Regions from separate parts of the Macaca mulatta genome. Here region 1 is linked to region 2. The links are chromatin contacts, called in public Hi-C maps. All regions are on one chromosome and are shown on one strand. Each heading gives the region's core, a stretch centred on a gene start, on an enhancer-like site or on the middle of the called end of the contact. The rest is flanking DNA. Distances are from core to core; before and after follow the strand shown.

Region 1 (2,700 bases), core at 124-2,623, 140 kb before region 2:
CTCAGAACAATAGTAGACACTATTCCAGTTTTTTACAGATTTTAAAAAATGGAGGCACAGAGAGGCTGGGTAACTAACCCAAGACCACACAGCTAGTAAAAAAAAAAATGGAGCTAGGATTTGAACCCAAACAGTCTTTACTGCTACAGTAGACTTCCGACTTCTAATTCTTTCACAACTACTCCTTACCCTGTGGTTCCTCCTTTCTATCTCACTTTCCCCTCTGCCTGAATCATGGCTGGTACCCAAGGAAAATCCTGTAACAGTGTTAGTGTCTACTCCCAAGAGTAGACAGACTTGAGGGTCTCCTTTGGGCAGAGAATCCTGCCACCATTATCAGCTTTTCTTAAGGAAGGTTGGACTGTTTGGCTTTTGCTGAGTTGGCACTATTTTTTTTTTTTTTTTTTTTTGAGATGGAATCTCGCTCTGTTGCCCAGGTTGGAGTGCAGTGGCGCAGTCTCAGCTCACTGCAACCTCTGCCTCCTAGGTTCAAGCGATTCTCCTGCCTCAGCCTCCTGAGTAGCTGGGATTACAGGCGCGCACCACCACACCTGGCTAATTTTTGTATTTTTTAGTAAAGACAGAGTTTCACCCATATTGGCCAGGCTGGTCGCAAACTCCTGACTTTGTGATCCACCTACCACAGCCTCCCAAAGTGCTGGGATTATAGGCATGAGCCACCGTACCCCGTTGGCACTATCTTTAAACCTGCAAATCCCTTGCCTTTCTTCCAAGGTGAGACAGAGCTGGATGGTGGGAGAACAGCAGGGCACTGGTCACTCCATCAGATCCATTCCCTGTACTGAAACCATGTAGACCCAAACAGCAGTCAGCACCCAACACCAGAACTGCTAGACTGGAGTATGAGCTAAATTTGGGTGCCAGCTAACCCCTGCCTTACAGGTATGATACAGTTTCCTATCCAAACCAGGAGCAATTTCAGAGTCATTGCTTGCCCCTTCCCCCACAGTGCTGCTAACCCCTTCCCTGACAGTGCCTAACCCCTCTGATGACCCTCCAGCCACGGCATACTGGGTTCTCCAAACTAGGCTTCCCGATGGAACACAGGGAAAAGCATCAAGGCCCTCATCAGATTCGACCTGAGGAAGCTTATTTTAAAAAAAGAAGGTGGCCCTCATCAGAGCTCTGCTTTCAGTGTTGCATCATGACTGTAGAGGAGCCCCTGCTTCAGCCTTCACCCCTTTACAGCTCTCACAGCACATTCTCAAACTTGGGGGAGGAAGGCTTCCAAGTTATTAGAATTAGAGTATGTTTATGTGTGGGGAGGGTAAGTACATGGTGGAAAGGACAGATGGCCTCTTATGTCACATTCCCTCATTAAGGAAGATTTGCCTAGGGAGGAGGCAGGGGCTTTAAAAAGCCTCAGGATTCTAGTGGGACCTAGGGTGGAAGGAAGCACCTTCGAGTCAAGTCATCGGTGCAGCTGGCAGGTGTGTGGAATCAAGGGGGGTAGGGTGGATGGGACAGGGAATGTTTGCATTCTCTCTAAAGGTTTGTGTTAGGGAGCAGAGGCCTGGTTTTGTTGAGCTGTTAGTCAGTCAGTCTCTGCCCCACGACAACCTTTCTGGTTGTTCCCCATCCCCTTAAAAGGAAGGGTCTGGACCCAAAGGGCTCCATGTACATTAGTGGAAAACTAATTGGGAACTCTTGCTTCTCTGATTTGCCCCTAAAACCCAACCTATCAGTCTCAGTGTGAGGATGAAGCTGAGGGAGAGACAAGGGATAAAATTTGGGAGACTCACAAGCTTCTATTCTTACCTATTCCTCTCCAGAGGCAAATTATCCCTTCTTCCCGAGGAACCATTGCCACACACACACTCTCTTTCCCCTCTCTGCACCCCTCCCCTCCACTGAGGCTGCTGCCATGGTTGCCAGGCATGGTTGCTAAGTCTCTGCATGGAAGGGTTGGCGTGGGCTGTGCTGCCACTAACATTACCATGGTGAATCAGGGGACACCTGGTATAAGCTTAGGAGGAGGGATCATGTGGATGTAAGCAACAGCCCCCCAGGACAGAGGCAGCCCAAAGGTGAGCATCTGGAGCACCACTTCAGGTGGGGGCTGAGTGAACTAGGCAATTGTTGTGGTGAGGGGGAGCTCTACATTGGGGAAAAAAAAAAAAAAGGCCACTTTTATCATTTCAGTTGCTAGGGGATTAGTTTTGCCAAGCAAACACACCATCTCTCCTCCATCCCCCTCTGGAAGGGTGAGAGTGCATAAGCACTTACTCTGTCCTCCATAAAGCTGGGCAGGCTGTGTGGGCACAGAACAATATAACCCCCAAATCCTGCTTCTAAATTGGAGGTGAAAGCCTGCTGCTGTGGGAGGGCTCCCTGGCTGCCCAAGGACAAACGTAGAATGGGACTGGTAGGGCAGCTTGGGTGGCCAAGGCACACGCCTGTGTCCTGCTGTACCAGCAATCCTAGGCTGCAGCACTGAGCTGGCGAGGAGATACGGGTGTAGGGGTCACCCTTTTTGAGCTTAGGGAAGGCAGCTCTCCCTCAGAGTCGCACAAAGCTTGGTGAAAGCCACCGCCTCCTCTCTCCACCGCATGGGAGCTGGTTACTCATCTCATCTCTGCACCCGAACAGCCACTGCCGCTAAAAATAGCCCCCCAGCCGTGGGCCAGCCCCTCCTGCACCCCAACCCCATGGAAACCAGCAGAGTGGCAGGCAGAGACC
Region 2 (2,700 bases), core at 42-2,541:
CAGAACAAACACCCCTAAGCAGCTCCTGCTAGGCATGGGTGAGAGGCTGTCTGGCCAAACAGTGAGTGTGTTTGCTTTGTCTTCTTCCTCTCTCCCATCCCCACTTGCCAGAGTCCCTCATTTCTCTCTACCCATCACTGGGTCAGGTGCTGTGTGTTTTTTTCTGGATGACTCTAGAAAGCTTTCTTTCTTTCTTTCTTTTCTTTCTTTCTTTCTCTCTCTCTCTGTCTCTCTTTTTGGTGGCGAAGGTGATTCTTGAAGAAGAGAAGGCTTTAAAGCGGGCACTGGCCAGGCAGGCATGGTGACTCACATCTATAATCCCAGCACTTTGGGAGGCCAAGGCGGGCGGATTACCTGAGGTCGGGAGCTTGAGACCAGCCTGACCAACATGGAGAAACCCCGTCTCTACCAAAAATACAAAAATTAGCAGGGCATCGAGGTGGGTGCCTGTAATCCCAGCTCCTCAGGAGGCTGAGGCAGGAGAATTGCTTCAACCAGGGAGGTGGAGGTTGCAGTGAGCTGAGATCGCGCCATTGCACTCCAGCCTGGGCAACAAGAGCGATACTCCATCTCAAAATGAATGAATAAATAAACACACAAATAAAAATAAAAATAAAAGAGGTACAGCAGGAGCTGATATTGGGAAGGGAAATAAGGGGAAGCAAGAACTAGTTTGGATGGGAGTTAGAAAAAACAAAAAAGTCAGACATCAGGCCAGATGCTGTGGCTCATGTCTGTAATCCCAGCACTTTGGGAGGCTGAGACAGGCGGATTGCTTGAGCCCAGAGATTCAAGACCAGCCTGGGCAACATGGTGAGACCCCTGTCTCTACTTAAAACAAAAGATGTAAGGAAAAAAAAAAAGAAAAAAAAATGTCAGAGAAGCTCTGGGCCACCTCCCCCACCCCCCACTCCTCCAACACACACACGCACCTGTCTATAGTCTAAGCAGGTCCTGCTCTTCTAACCCACCCGGGACAGTCCCTGCAACTCCAGCCTGACCTCACTTCCTGCTTCCATAGCTAGTTTGTTTTTTTGACACTTATTGGTAGACACTCCAGATCATTTCATTTTGCTTCCAGTACCCTTTCCTCTTCCTAATACAAATGCAGAACAACGTGGGAATCCCCTTTCTGGGGGAAGCAAAGGTGCAGCTTTAAGAGAAAGGGAAGGGAGGAAGGGGGCGCTGACTCAGATCCTCAGATCCATTGGCTGCTGGAGGGAATCCCACCTCAGGGATTGGGCGTAACAGAGTCCGCCTCCTCTTGTGATTGGCTCAACCAGAGAAATAAAAGGCGGCTGTGCCGGCCTCCTCCACAGTTGGAGGGAGGCAGGGAATCCGGCTGGGTTGGCGTGCTGAGACGCACCTGGCGCAACCCTCCCTTCTGAATCGAAATTCAAGTCCCGCGGACACTGCAACCATGAAAGAGAGACGGGCCCCCCAGCCAGTCGTGGCCAGATGTAAGCTCGTTCTGGTCGGGGACGTGCAGTGTGGGAAGACCGCGATGTTACAAGTGTTAGCGAAGGATTGCTATCCGGAGGTGAGCTGCCCGCCCGCCCGCTGGCCGGCTTTTCTCCCTACCAGCCCGACTTGGGGTAGATTTCCACCTGCCCAGGAGACGTGGCTCCCCTAGCCCCAGCCCATCCTCAGCCGCTTTCTGAGGCTTTCCCATCCTCCGCTGCTTTTTGGCTGGAGGACTGCCCTGCCTTAGCTTCCCCTGAGACCTGTTCCACTTCTGCCGCCCCGCTGGCTCCTCCTCACCTCTTCACCCAAAGGCCCCATCAGATCCCCTCCACCTTCCTGCGTCCCTGGAGTCTGCTCTCAGGAGAGGGCACTGGAGGCATTTGAGAGTCTGGGGTTTCTTCTTGACGTAATCCCTGCCTATCCGCTCACCTGCTCCTCAAAGGCTCTCTGCCAGTGCCTCCAGGCAGGCTTCTGCAGCCCTCTGTTCACCATGCTGGAGGGGTTTGAGAGGAGATGAGCTAGGAATGGCTTTGGCCTGTGGCTCTCTCAAATTGGGAAACACAAATCTGGGGATGGGAAGAATCTGTGTGTGTGTTTGTGTGTCCCTAATCGTCTAGGATATGAGGGGATTACCCCTGGTGCGGTGGTGGTGGTGGGGGGTGTCATTCACATTTCTCACTGCCACAGAGCAAAGTGCCCGGTCCCCCACATTCCCTTCCCTCCTGACCCAGGCATCTCCTCTGGTTTCTTGTCTCCTGTGACTTTACTGTCTCTCTGGTGAGTGCGTGTGTAGCCAGCACTAACCAGGGGATCTGAGGGTAGGGGGGCCCGGGGTGAATGTTTCCTCTCTTTTCACAGACCTATGTGCCCACCGTGTTCGAAAATTACACAGCCTGTTTGGAGACAGAGGAACAGAGGGTGGAGCTTAGTCTCTGGGATACCTCAGGTAAGAATTCGGCTCCAAATGCCCCTTTCCCACCCCCACTGGTCTGCTGTGTAGCTGCTGTCTTCTAGAAGTTGTTTTCCCCTTTGGTGGGGAGAAGTGAAAGAAGAGAATCTGAAGACTCCTTAGTTGTGGGGAAGGGTGACAGTTGGTCGACTCAGTTGCATGGTCCAAGGGTGCAGAGTAGGTGAAGCCCAGGAGCTACTCTCTTCCCTGCGTCTAGTTCCACCCTTTAGAGGGCTGGGATGGTGAGGTGAAGGGATCCATGAATATTCCTGGGGTGGGAGGGCAGT

The links. A called contact is a pair of places that touch in the nucleus more often than the background predicts.
Region 1: a contact with region 2 is called in a Hi-C map of fetal cortex germinal zone, with 2.6 times the contacts expected there. The contact joins the promoter of DDN here to the promoter of RND1 in region 2. A contact is called at or near these places in 6 of 14 Hi-C or Micro-C datasets (blood, cortical neurons, fetal cortex germinal zone and 3 more).

What each region holds. Positions count from the first base shown.
Region 1 is chr11:56,165,644-56,168,343 of T2T-MMU8v2.0, reverse strand. DDN (dendrin) reads left to right here and starts at 1,373. Exons shown (of 3, transcript XM_077954028.1): 1 at 1,373-1,451.
Region 2 is chr11:56,023,345-56,026,044 of T2T-MMU8v2.0, reverse strand. RND1 (Rho family GTPase 1) reads left to right here and starts at 1,291. Exons shown (of 5, transcript XM_015151588.3): 1 at 1,291-1,540; 2 at 2,323-2,410. The coding sequence starts at 1,421.